2 separate regions of the Hordeum vulgare genome follow, and region 2 is linked to region 1. The links are chromatin contacts, called in public Hi-C maps. All regions are on one chromosome and are shown on one strand. Each heading gives the region's core, a stretch centred on a gene start, on an enhancer-like site or on the middle of the called end of the contact. The rest is flanking DNA. Distances are from core to core; before and after follow the strand shown. Region 1 holds the start of LOC123451164 (polygalacturonase-like). Region 2 holds the start of LOC123447826 (la-related protein 6B).

Evidence for each region. A called contact is a pair of places that touch in the nucleus more often than the background predicts.
Region 2: a contact with region 1 is called in a Hi-C map of seedling, with 5 times the contacts expected there. The contact joins the promoter of LOC123447826 here to the promoter of LOC123451164 in region 1. A contact is called at or near these places in 4 of 6 Hi-C or Micro-C datasets (leaf and seedling) and 1 of 1 datasets of contacts at active chromatin or transcription factors (embryo).

The regions. Positions count from the first base shown.
Region 1 is chr4H:48,414,341-48,421,545 of MorexV3_pseudomolecules_assembly, reverse strand. LOC123451164 (polygalacturonase-like) reads right to left here and starts at 4,584. Exons shown (of 4, transcript XM_045128175.1): 1 at 4,144-4,584; 2 at 3,766-4,055; 3 at 3,436-3,664; 4 at 2,925-3,324. The coding sequence starts at 4,584. The coding sequence ends at 3,103.
Region 2 is chr4H:48,772,306-48,779,510 of MorexV3_pseudomolecules_assembly, reverse strand. It overlaps LOC123447826 (la-related protein 6B), which reads right to left and starts at 4,256. Exons shown (of 10, transcript XM_045124513.1): 1 at 3,629-4,256; 2 at 2,917-2,998; 3 at 2,011-2,105; 4 at 1,724-1,795; 5 at 1,537-1,616; 6 at 1,339-1,435. The coding sequence starts at 4,021.

The DNA.
Region 1 (7,205 bases), core at 3,335-5,834:
CTGAACTCGGAATACACCAAGGAGGAAGTGAAGTCGGCTCTCTTTCAGATGGCACCTACTAAGGCACCGGGGGCAGATGGGTTCCCCGCCCAGCTTTTTCAACGGCATTGGGATGTGTGTGGAGATGAGATCACCACTATCATCTTAAAAATTCTGAAAGGGGAGGAAGAGGTAAATAATTTGAATGAGACTATTTTGGTTTTAATACCTAAGGTAACGAGTCCCACTCTCCTTACTCGGTTCCGCCCTATAAGCCTGTGTAATGTCATTTACAACATTGCTTCCAAAGTTTTGGCTAATAGATTGAAAACTATCCTTCCGAAGATTATATTAGAGGAGCAGTCACCATTTGTAGGGGGCGGGCTTATCACTGATAATATAATTTCAGCCTATGAGTGCCTTCACTTTATGAAGTGGAATAGATCAAAGAAGAATGGTTTCTGTGCCTTGAAATTGGATATGGTGAAAGCATATTATCGACTTGAGTGGGATTACATGCGAGCCATGATGACCGGATTGGGTTTTGCACCAGCTTGGGTCGATACAATGATGAGGATGGTGAGCTTCGTTAAGTTTTCAGTCTTATTTAATGGGAAGAAACTTGATCAATTCACCCCTACGAGGGGGGATTCGACACGGAGATCTGTTATCACCCTACCTTTTCTCGCTGGAAGCAGAGGGCCTTTCGTGCCTCCTTAAAAGTCAGAATGAGTCATCGCCTATCAATGGAATTAAAGTGGCACCAACGGCTCCGCCGGTTAGCCACCTACTTTTCGCCGATGACAAACTGTTGTTCTTCAAGTCTAGTAGTGAGGGAGCTACTCTGGCATCTTCTTTGTTGGAGACCTACTGTATGGCCTCTGGACAGAAAATTAACCAAGCTAAATCTTCGGGTTTCTTTAGTAGAGGATGTGCAACCGAGGTGAAGGACTCTATCAAGAATATCCTTAATGTTCAGAATGAGAGTTTGAATGAGAAGTATTTGGGTATGCCCACAGATGTGGGTAGCAGCAAAAATGGAGCTTTCAAATATCTAAAGGACAGAGTATGGAACAAAGTTAAAGGCTGGATGGAGAAAATTATATCAACAGGAGGGAAGGAAGTACTCATAAAATCAATAGCACAAGCAGTTCCAGTTTTTTCGATGGCGTGTTTCAAACTGCCACGAGGACTCTGTCTCCATATCAATTCCATTATCCGCAAATTCTGGTGGGCAGCAAAAATGGTGAACGAAAGACTAGTTGGGTCTCGTGGGAAGTGATGACATGACCTAAATATGAAGGAGGGTTGGGTTTCACAGATATTGAACTGTTCAATCTCGCCCTCCTGGCAAGACAAGCTTGGCGCATGTTCAAAATCTCCGGAAACATTAAGTGCCAGGATCCTTAAAGCACGCTACTTCCCCTCAACTCGGTTCTTGGAAGCTGAACTTGGCAACAACCCTTCGAAGATTTGGCGGGCGATTATGGAGGGTAAAGATGTTCTCAAAGTGGGACTAATTAAGAGGATCGGTGACGGCAACAACACAAATATCTCAAACCAAAACTGGCTCCCCAAGGAGGCCTCCATGAGACCGATAGCATACCTTACTCCCCATCGACCGACACTAGTGTCAGAACTCATCGACAGCACTTCGGCAAGATGACGACAGGAACTGGTTAACTCAACATTCTTACCAATAGATGCCAATGTAATTTTTAATATACCCATGAGCACACGACAGTGTGAGGACTTTTGGGCTTGGTCACAGGAAAAGAAAGGTGAATTCACTGTCAAATCATGTTATCGCATGCTCATCACGACAAAACTCCGACGTGAAGCATGGCTTGAGGGACGCGGGGGCCCTGCTGATAGTAACAGAGAGAAGAAGTACTAGGACACGTTGTGGCGAATCTAGGTGTCGTCGAAGATCAAGGTCTTCTTATGGCGGCTTGCACAAACATCTCTTCCCACAGCGGATGTTCGACATCACTGACATATGGCGTCATCTCCGTCCTGTGCAATATGCGGCGCCGAGGACTCATGGTTCCACTCCCTTTTAAGTTGTACAATGGCCCGCTGTGTCTGGGCACTTCATGATCAGGTGCTGGTCGAGCATATGCTGGCCACCACTGAACCAGACGCTCAATCATGGCTGTTCAGTATGTTATCTTCGGTCTGAGCGGACGAACTGCTCAAAATTACGATCGCACTATGGGCAATTTGGTTCGCACGGAGGAGACTGATCCATGAAGGAGAGCACCAAAGCCCTTTGGCGACCTATTCCTTTGTCAACAAATACATAGCCGAGCTTGAGGTGACCAAGCCACAAAGAGCATTATCACATATGAGGCCGGTTCAGGCTAATACAAGGAGATGGATTCCACCACCTGCTGAATGTGCCAGTCTGCAATAGCCCTCCCATCGGCGTTGTGAGCGCAGTGTGCCGGAATGATCAGGATGTGTATCTGGGAGCATGAGCCTTAGTTTTTCATGGTTTAACTGACCCTCACATTTTGGAAACATTGACGTGTCTTTGGGCAGGGATCTACTTCTTCAGAACCTCGTAGTGGCGTCGGAGTGTCTCTCAGCGGTAACAAAGATCAACTCCGGAACATGTGGTATTACAGCCCCAATCATCAGGGATATTAAGGACGGGAACACTGATTTTCAGGCTATATCATTTGTCCACGAAGGAAGAACCTCCAATATGAAAGCTCATCATTTAGCTAAGCATGCTTTGCATTTGGGGAAGGGACGCCTAGTGTGGCTCCTACAACCCTTTGATACTCATTTTATTCCTGTAATCCGTATTATTGATCAATAAAGCAAAGCTTCTACCCCTAAAAAAAAGGTATAACCATCAGATTTTACATGAAGACTCAGCATCTCGAAAGTTAATTAAAAATCTTAAAAAATCCACAAGAACAACCACGCAAAATTTATGACGTTGATTGTGGTTTAACTATGTCTCAATCAATTGAGAATTAGCAAATCCGCTAAAACTACGCCCAAGGTGTATATTAGTAGTACAGGAACCAGCCAAGGTAAGAGAAGTATTTACAGAGCCAACGAACCAAGAAGACGCTCGCATTTCTCCAAACGGACGGCAAACTCCGATCGTCAGAAGCAGCTCGCCGGTCTGACCTCTCCGGACGCGGACCCGCCGGCGTTTCGGCACTTGGCCTGCGCCGGCCGCTTTTGCCGGTACGTCAGCCTGATGTTCCTGAGCTTGATCCCGCTACAGGGGTTGGTGGCGCTGCAGTTGAACTTCACCGCCACGGGCGTCGTCGACGTGCCCTCGATGTCCTCGTAAGAAACGTCGCTGATCTGCACCCCCGAGCTCTGAATGCATGCACAAACAACAACAGGAGTAGTTCGTGATACATACACTGGATGGTTCACGAGTAGTTGCATTGCATGTAGGCAACTTGAATGGTGGCATCTCTTACATACCTTGCCCGGGCAATCGACCTTGCGGGGGCAGTAGTCCTGGTCGACGAGGATGGGGTTCGCCACGCGGTGCATGGTGACCTGCGAGAAGGAGACGCCCGTGACGGAGCCGGGGTTGGGCATCCCCCATGTCTTGATCCGCAAGCCGTTGGTCGTGCCCGTCAGCACCGCCCTCTCCACGGTCACGTTCCTCACCCCCTCCTCTCCGGCCTGCCCTCCCAGGCTCCCGATGCTGGCACCATACATCCAACGCAAACGCAAAACCAATTATGTCTATCGAACGTTGCGCAAATCACAAGCAAACACAATAATGGATGATGAACTAGGTGGCACCTGATGCCGTGGCCCGGGCCGCACTTGATGTCTCTGATGAGCACGTCGGAGGTGCCGGGCCCCAGGGAGACGCAGTCGTCGCCAGTACCGATCGTGGTGTTGAGGATGCGCACGTGGCGGGAGAGCTGGGCATGGATGCCGTCGGTGTTGGGGCTGTTGGCCGGCGCGACGATCCTGACGCCCTCGACCGTGACACCGGTGGAGTCGAAGATGGCAATGTGGACGTTCTTGCTGTCGAGCAGCGTCAGCTGCTCCACGCTCACGCCCTTGGACTGGCTAATGTCCAGCGTCTGCAAACGCACGTACGTATGGCATCCGTTCGCCACAGGGAATCCGAACCAAATCGCATTGCAAAGAAAAAATCATGCCATCGCTCACCCTGGGGCCCTGTCCGGTGCACCTGCCGTCCTTCTTGCACGCCCAGTACTCCTGCCCCTGCCCGTCCAGCGTGCCGCCGCGGATCGCCAGGCCGTCGGCGTGGTGGAACATGATCCACGCCATGCTGTCCACAACCGGCGGCGCGAAGACGGTGCCGTTGCCGTCGATGGCGACGACCACGCCAGCGCTCCGGCAGGGGCCCTTGAAGTAGGCCCGGCTGAGCAAGAACCTACCCGCCGGCACGCGCAGCACCGGCCGGGAGCCGGAGCGTCCCGTGTCGTTGCACGCCGCGCCCCACGCGGCCTGGAACGCCGCCGCCGAGTCCGCCCCGCCGTCGGGTCTCGCGCCGTAGTCCACCACGTTGTACTCCGCGTCCGCTGCCGCCAATCCAACCAGTGCCGTCAACGCGACCAGCAGTAGCGTGAGTCTATGGCCGCTCATCCTCCGAGCCTTTTGTTTCGCGTGAGTGATTGGAAGCTATCTTGGTGAACTTACGATGATAATGATTCGATTGAGTGGGGTAATTACGGTGATGATCATGGCGTTCGCGGCATTAATACATAGGCATTGCTTGAGATTGACCCACGTACGTTGCTGCGTGCTGAGTTTAGGAGGGGTGGGAGTGTCGTGCAGGCCATGGGCATCGGTGTTGAATTACGTTACGGCGGCAGGAATTGAAAACGCCTGGTGAATCGTGGTAAAGACGGGCTGTCGGGAGTACGCTGCATAGCTGTATACGGGCCTGGTCTCAGGTGAGTCCTGGCAATTGTATTGTGCATGGGCCTTTTGCGTACGTGTTAGCCTCGCGGGACCTCCTATGCACCACTCCTTGCGACGATCGGAAAAGCCTATTCGTCGCTCTCTGCGTCGCCATGTCGGGGCTTTGCACACGCGCACCCAGCGAGCGTTCGGGAATGGGCCGGACCATATGTAGTTCCAACACCTCCTGTTTTAAAAACCTTCTGAAGGTTACCAGCTGGTTATTCCTATTTTAGAAAACTTTTACAAGGTTCCCTGAACCCTTTTTTTTTCTTACTTTTTTTCTGTTTCTTTTTTTCTTTTTTGTCTCAGTATCAAAAAATGTCTATATTTTTTAAAGTTGTTCTTCAAATTCGGAAAATACTTTTGCTCTTTTTAAAAATGCTCGGGATTTTCAAAAAATGTTCTTCAAATTCAAAGAAAGTTTTTCCTACTTAAAAAGCGTTCTGTACTTTAAAAATGTTCTCTATTTTCAAAAAATGTACCGTATTTTCAAAAAAAATATGTATATTTAAAAAACCTTTTTCAAATTCGAAAATTTATTGATTTTGAAAAATGTTCTAGACTTTCAATAAATGTTCAAGATTTTTCAAAATTGGTTCGCAGATATAAAAATTGTTCCCGTTTTCAATTTGTCTTTCTGAAACTTCCAAAAATGTTTGTGTTTGCAAAACATTCCCTCATTTTCACAAAACCAATCACATTTTTTAAATTTTATTCACGAGTTAGAATTATCTTCCTGTTATTTGAAAAGCAATTCACAATTTTAAAAATGTTCATACTTTTATAGTTTTTTCAAAAATTTCAAATTTGTTCATGTTTTAAAATTTGTACACAATTTGAAAAATGTTCGCGGTCTCAAAATGTGTTCACAGATTCGAAAAATATTCACATTTTCAAAAATGTTCCCATATACAATTTTTTGTTTCCAATTTTCAAAAAATGTTCGTGTTTCAAAATATGCTCTCATTTTAAAAAATCCAATCACAATTTTAAAAGTTTGTTCACGAATAAGGAATATGTTCATGTCCTTCTAAAATTGTTCGCACTTCCAAATTTGTCTAGGAGTTTTCAAAATTGTACTCAGTTTCGCAATTGTTCAGGGTTTTTCAAAATTGTTCTCCTTCACAAAATTTCTTTCTCAAGATTCACAAAATGTCCGTGCTTTAAACAACTGTTCACGCTCCAAAAAAAATCGGGTTTTTTTCAAAATTCTTCTCTGTTTCCAAATTTTGTTCTCAAGATTAAAAAAATGTTCAGGCTTTAGAAACATTTTCGTGCTTCCAAATTTGTTCAGGTTTTTTCAAAATTGTTCAGCTTCCCCCTGTGTGGCGCAGGGCTCCCTGCCGTAATGAGCGGCAGGTAGGAGCTCTCACGGCGAACTGCGGAGCGGACGCACACCTGGTCGCCCGACTGGGCCGGCCCAGTTTTTTTTTGTCTTAAGAAAATCTGATACTTTCCTCTTTTTTCTTTTCATTTCTGTTCCTCTAAATTTGTTTGTATTTATTTGCTTTTTATGGGTTTATTTTTACTTTTTTTTCCTTTTCTTTCTGAATTTGATGCAACAATTTTTTTTCAATTTGAACGATAATTTTCGAAAATCCGGGAACATTTTTCGAATTTATGAAACATGTATGAAAAATTATAAACTTTGAAATTCGGAACATTTTGTAAAAGCAACAACACTTTTCAAAATTTAAGAATAATTCTCAGACACGAACTTATTCTAAAATTTTAACAATTTTTTTATAATTCAATTTTATTAACATACCAAACATTTTTTGAAAATACCAAACATTTTTCTTAAAATACTAAAGTAAAAAACATTTTTGAAAATTCCAAACATTTTTTGAAGTTATGAATGTTTCTCAAAACCGGAAGCTATTAAAAATTTAGAACATTCTTATAAAAAGGAAAGACATTTTTCGAATTTAACGAACAATGCTTGAAAATCCAGATCATTTTTTCAATTTGTGAACACTGTTTGAAAAACGTCATTTTTTGAAACTTTGAACATTTTATTAAAGCAAGAACATTTTCCGAAATTTAAAAATATATTGAACATTTTATGAAAGCAAGAACATTTTTCGAAAAAACGAACTTAGTTTATAAATTGAACAAAATTTTGAAATTCAGCCATTTTTTTCGCGAATACCTAACTTTTTCTTAAAATAGTAAACATTTTCTAAAAATACCAAACATTTTCTTCAAAAACCGAACATTTTTTGAAGTGATGAATGTTTTTGAAAAGCGGCAACTGTTTAAAATGAGAACATTCTTTAGAAAAGCAGAAAAACAGTTTT
Region 2 (7,205 bases), core at 3,007-5,506, 360 kb before region 1:
GTGCACTAACACACATCAAGACAATGGTGAGAACAAAGACTATGATAACAACAGTTTAACTGTAAAAATGCAAACATTCATTTAAACCAAGCTGCATATCGCACAATTATTGGCCAAATCAGCATAACACAGACAAAATTATTGGAATTTGTTTTTCCTATGGAGCTAGGATTTGTGGGTGCTCTGGGGGGGAGAGGATGTAAGTGGCCGGGAGGCAGTGTACATGTATTAACTCTTCTATATCTTATTGTATAATTGGTAATGAGAAAATGGCACGGGATATTAAAACCTCTTATGGGGACACCTTGGCCTAAAAATGGCACAGGATATCCAGTTGATATTAAAATCTCAATTATAACGACTATTTTATTGTATGGAGAGAGACCCCTTAATAAGCCTAGTATACACCCCTACTACACAACATGACAGCTACCTAAGCATGCTAGCGTGGAACTTGAATGCATGCAACCACATCCAGAGCATTAATAAAAATCACATAAACCTCTCATATCTCCTACTTAAAAAGAATTATTGGGCCCCTGGGCGGAGGGAGCGCGTCCACTCTTATTAGGCCCTGCTCGATCCAGCTGCCAAAAGCGAGAAAATGTTTCGTTGCTTTTTCGATCTCCCCAACTGCGGTTCGTTTTCCCAAGTGTAGTAAACATGGCGGGAGCTTGCTCTTGCAGCCTGCCAATGCATGCGCTTCTAATCATCCATCAATTGGGGCATGCATGCGCCATGCAGCGTCCCAGCTCGCGAAAAAGTAGCAGCAGTACCGCGCGCGCCTGAGCCGAGCATGGGGTTGCATGCGGGCGAAGCGGGATTTACTTTGGCAATAAATTATGCATGGAAAACCGAAGAAGCGGATGCTTATTTTAGGCATTAATCATGATTTCTTGGTATCTGCAATCTGGTTGGGGGGCCTAATAAACCCGGACGGAGGGAGTACCAAATAAAATTACGTTTTCTTTGGTAAGCCAATAGATGCTTACCAACTAAGAGTTTGCCAAATAAGATCTTATATTTTTACACAATCGCAGTAATTTGGGAACGTAACTCACAGACTAATCCACTAGTAGAATATTTATGCCTCGGGTGCAATGCACGGGCCATTATCTAGTCTAATAATACCATGTAAATAATGCATCCACACATATCCACCCCTATTTCACATCAAAGAATATATGTTGCACTGAACTTAGTCCATTCAGGCTGTCCAAGGATACAGGGTTCAGGAAAGATTCAATGGATCAAAAATAGTTACCCATGCATCAGAAAACAACTGCCATTAAGAATATGAGATTATATTTGAATGTTATAAACAGGAATAATAATTACCTTGTTGGCAAAAAGCATATCTAGTTTAGCAGATCTATTAGTGACTGGACCACTGCCGTTTGGGGTCTGAGGATAGCATGTTCTGATTGTCTTTACGCTGCAACACGGCAAACAAGAATCAGCAGAGAAACATGTCGCAGTTTTCTCAAGACAGAAAGAGAATAGCTGCACTCTTTGCTGATCTACAATAACTATTACCTGCCAGCAGATGAGAAAATCTTCATAAGGTTCTGGTAACAATGATCATCTGGAAGATTTTCTGCAACAACAATTCGGGACTACAAGACAGAGCAAGTCTTCATTATTACAGTCTAGCCATTTTACCATAAAAAGGAAAGTAAAGCATATGGTTGTTGCATGCAATGTATAAAGACCTCATAATTACCTGGAGTTCTTCTAAATCTGATTCTGTAAATGGTTGTCCCCGCTTTACTCTGTTTCCATCTTCACTCACCACCTGCATGTATAACCAAACAATCATAAATGTAACTGCAGTCACAAGTAACATGCAGAGGAATGACAAGCAAGCAGTAGTAGATGTGCTGCAATTGATCATATTCTTATGACTTATGAAGGACAGTACCCTGTTGATGAATGAAAGAATTTCAAAAATAATAGAAGTCCATTCTGAGATCTGGCCACAATATACAACAGGATTATCATTGAACTTACAAGCTTTGATGAAGTCCGAAGAGCTGAAGCAAGCATGGAACTACTTTGCACCAGAGCCTTAATTTTCTTAAAGGAAGCAACAACTGACATCGGTACTGCATTGAGTGAGAATGTTAATCAGATACCAATATGTATTTGTTTGTCCAAGTATCAAAGGAGGTATTTTTTCTCTATAATAGACAGAACCTGATTTCCTGTTTCTATATCAAAATAAAGTGAACAAAAGTAGCATATGAAAGTCACAGTTGAAAGACTTTCATATGAGAGAACTCAGTCAAATTTGGGTAACTATTTTCCGATCAGTATGGCAACCATTGTCCTGTTGATAACTGGGAGACAGTAGAAGATAATACTACTCCCTCCGATCCATATTAATTGGCACAGCTTTAGTACAACTTCGTACTCCCACAATTAATATGGATCGGAGGGAGCAAACGATAAGATTTTTTTTTAAATCTTGATTTGTCAATTGGCATTGGACAAATTACAGTCCAATCCTTTGCCCAAATTTTATAATAGAATGAATCAATGCAATCTTAATTCCTAATTAGATCAAAGACAGCCCAAGAGAAAAAGTATCCAAAATAACATAAGATACTGCAAAAAAAAGCAAGATCTATATTATGTCAAGTAGATGCTATCTTCGTTTCAAAGAAAGAAACATGTATCATCTAGGAAAGTAATGAAATGGTAACATGCATAATATATCCAGTTATTCATTTTTGGAAGCCTTTTTTGAGTCTCACTGTCAGCTGAAAGCTTTAAAGTAGCAAGATCATAAACATGATAATTTTTTCTATTCATGGAATAGAAAGCTACAAAATAAAAAATAAAATAGTGAATGAGTGATGACATCTTCCAGACAAGTCCCAACGAAATAGCTTCAGATGCAAGCATACAACTCACCATATCCTTCGGGATCCTTAGTAATAAACCTCATCAAATGCTCTGTGGTGGCCAGGTTTATATCACTAAAGTAATACTCCACCTGCAAAGTTTATAAATTAATGAAATGAATAAGTAGAGAAAAAACTATCCGTGTAGCATAATAATAAATGAAAAACATTAATATAACACCATGAGACGGAAGTGTGAGAGCACCAAAGATAACGATCTACAGAAGAGTTGAAACTTGACTGGATTACAGTTTCAAATCAAGATGCTACTCACAATATGGACCTATTTAATTGACATGGTTAAAAATCAACTCATTATATTATGGTGCAGCCCAATTACATCAAACTACACCACTAAAAGCGTATACAATGTAATCCAAGCCCACACACTACAACTGCGCAAATACCACAATATGATAGGTTTAGCTTCCTGGTGATCCCATTCCACTCAGAGTGGTCCAGTTATTGAATATGCAAACGTTTATGTAATAACTACACAGCAGTTTGATACCGAAGAGCTCAGAATAAAAAAATCGACTCAGGCCCGGCTATAATTGCCGAAATAGCAGAAAGCTTTTTAAGAGTCACACATGACAAATATATCTGACGACGCAGTTACTAGAAACCTAGCAAATTAACCTTCTTCTTCTTCTCTTTATTCCTGATCTAACTGCGCCTATTCGAAATCGAGCAACACAGCAACGAACAAGAGGAGCACCAACCTGCTTGGTGATCTTGTGCAGCACGTCGTCCGTGATCAGCTCTCTCCCCTGCTGGTGCGCCTGGGCCGGAGGCGGCGGCGGCGGCACCGCTTGCTCGGCCCCCATCTCATGCTCAGGCACAGCAACAAAGCCCGCGGCAGCAGCACCGACGGCCGCGTAGAACTCGAACGGCGGCCGGGGCGGGGGCGGGCCCGCGGCGAAGAAGGACGCGGGCGGCGGCGGGGGCGGCGCGGCGAAGACGTGGATCACGGGCTGCACCGGCGCGGGGGGCGGGGGCGCCGCGGCGACACGCGGCACGAACTCGGGCGCCTGCGCGTTGAGCCGGCTGGCGGAGCTGCTCCGCGAGAGGCCCCCCGGCAGCTCCTCCCCGGCCGCCGGATCCTGCTGCGACATCGGGCGGGGCTAGGGTTTCGGCGCCAGCTAGCAGCAGAGCAGCGGCAGGAGCAGCCGACGCTGCCGTGGCAGCAGGGTAGCGGTAGGATTAGTAGCAGCGGCAGCGCTGTACTAGTGCGGCTGGTTAGGGTTTGGGCACGGCGGAGAAGGGGAGTTCTCGGAGGGCGCGGGCGCCGGCGAGGTCGGATATTTATGGGGCGCGACACGCGGAGGCTTCCACGGGGGATCGACGCCGCGGCCACGCTGCGCCTCCGATCGGAGAGGGATGTGACTGGCACGAGGGGGCGGTGGACCCGGTGTATGGTCTGATGGGCGAGCCGACGCGGGGCGTGGCGTCCGCGTCGGTGTTGGTGTATGGGCCGGGCGTAGGGAGGGGAGGAGCGGGTAGGGCGTGGGGCCGGGAAGCAAGCGGGGATTGGATCGAGGCGGAGCGCACCCGTGGGTGTCGTGTCCGTATGATTCCTCGTGCGCGAGCAAATCGGGGTGCCTGTTCCTGTTTGTGTAGCCGCGTGTGCGGGTAGAAGAGTAGGCAACGGCTTTCTATTGGCGTAGGCAACGGCTGTGACCACGACACATGGCGGCAGTCCAGTCCATCAGTGAAGAAAGATGAAGTTTCGACGCTATACCAAAGTAGGACTACCATCATAGTAGTGCCAAAGTAGTGTATATAACCGGATTTTGAATTATATTTCAGCAAGGTGTGTATCCTTGATTTGATCTACACATTAAGATATGCAAAAAAAAGGGGGGGGGGGGGTGAAAAGTAGTAGATCAAGTGAGAAAACCGAGAAGATATTGTTTCATGAGGGAAAATGATCTATTAGAAAATATAAAAGGAAAATTCAAGATTATGATGCAGGTTATGTATATACAGTTCCCTCAAGGAACATACTTATATGTTGGTGTTGTCGTTAGTTGCTGCAAGAAAATATATGTTGTCTTGTTATTTGAGTTCCCCGTCGGGGTATCGTGAAAAATCATAGTTTTTCTCCTTTACCCCACCCTCCCCCGATGATGGGAGTAATATTCTATCTCTATGCATTGGAGTACAAAATGTCTTGGAGTCATGTTGCTTACGAGGAGCCTAAGACCTAGAAACATCAACATTTGTCATCATGTTGCTTCTCAAGTTACTTCTGGTGCTGACTTCGTTGACTTCCTGGTAGTCATCGGCAACGAGAGGGAAGTTGCACTCCATCAATAACTAATTTGGCATAGATCCTCATCTCTAGGATCACCCCCTTCACATTTCCTTTTGACCACAAACCATGGTGGACCTCAGAAAGGAGTTAGGGGTGCTCAACCTAGTTGATTGGTGGTTTTGCATTTCCTTTCTTGCTTCTAATAATCCATATTTTTTATTTCCCTCAAGAGATGCCGAAGCTTCCATGCAACAACCTTTCCCTGAATTTCTGGTCATGGTAATTGGAGCAAGACATTTTGGATAGGACGAACTAATGTCGAAATAATGTGCCTAGCCATATTTTCATGCATGGTGTCAAAACGCATTATTTGCGTGGGTGATATGCTCATGTTGCACCCGTTGCATATGCACAAGCGTAACATCTACCCGAGTTCTTGTTATGTTGATACGGCCTTATTGTCGTGGTGTGGTTCTTGGACATAGTGACTCACCAATGACTTCTTCCTCGACGCATCGGCTTCCACACGGGACCACTTCCAGATTTTGGGGCGCCATCTGCCTATGGTACACGAGGATCTTCGACATCAATGTTATCGATAAGTTTCCTTGCTCTTGATTTTTGGTGAGCATTTAGAGAAGTACCTTTGTGATAGGTAGAAGGTATCACTCTTGAAGATGGACTCGGCCTTCATCACCATCTTCAGCAAAAGACTGGAGGAAGGCCCATGGAGACATATAGGCGGTTAGGGGACCTTCTGAACTACAAGTCGGGAGGGCGGCATGATAGATTGTATCTCCCTCATGTAAACCCTAACTCATACCTTGTATTTGAGGGGGAACTAGCAGCCCTTAGACGCATCTACTCCCTAGTGTTGGGGCATATTTCTTCTTTAGTGGTTTTGGTGATTGATGACAATGCGTTTTGTGTACTAGTCGTGTGCATTGAGCATTTCAGATAATCTATTATGGCACAAGATGATTTTGTTCCCTCGGTGGTGATTAGTGAAGACGGGTATTCCCGGTGTCTCATTTTCCGTGGTATTTGAGTCATAGGAAAAACCCTACTATCAAGAGGGGTTCGTATTGGAAAGGTTTGGGTGAAATCAACACGTACACATACCTTATGCACCCACTTTCCTTCCAGCAAATTTAGAGTACTTCTGTTATTCTATTTGGGTGAGCTTGAAGCACCCAAGTGATAGTACGCTCGGCTCAGCGGTAGTACACTTCCACCAAGAGAAATTTTATTCCCCTCACTAATCCCTTGCAGATCTTGTTACTATTGGGTGTTTGAGCACACTATACAGAAGAGGTCATGTCGGAGCCACAATCCATTGTGGTGAAGCTTCATGGTGGTGTTGGGAGCCTCCAATTAAGCTTGTGCAGATTGCCCCCAACCTTGTTTGAAAAGGTTAGGTTGTCGCCTTCAAGGGCACCACTAGTGGAAATCACGACATCTTGCATTCTATGAGGGCGTGAGGAGAATACGGTGATCCTACTAGCTTCTTGGGGAGCATTGTGCCTCCACACTGCTCCAACGGAGACGTGCTTCCCGTCAAAGGGAACGAACTTCGGTAACACATTCTCGTCTCCACCGGCTCCACTTGTGGTTACTTATCACCTTTACTTTGTGCAAAATATTATTGTGTTGTATCATTTTGCTTGCTTGTGTTGTTATTGTTGTTAGCATCATATAGGTTGTTCACCTAGTTGCATATCTAGACAACCTTTATGTTGCTAACCCTAATTTGGTTAAGTGAGCAAAAATTTGGTAGTTGCATATTCACCCTCCTCCTCTAGTCAACCATGTCGATCCTTTCAATTGGTATCATAGCTTCGTCTCTTTTAAGGGTTTAATCACCTAAATAGTATGGCTGACGATGGGTTTAATGATAGAGAGAACTACGCGGCCACGAACGAGACTGTGGTCACCCGTGGTAATTTGAATGAGGCCATGACCTCTCTCAAATCATCCATGGTAGATGAGCTCCAGGACACGCTAAAAAAATACCTTGAGAGTTTCAAACCGCCTACCGCTCC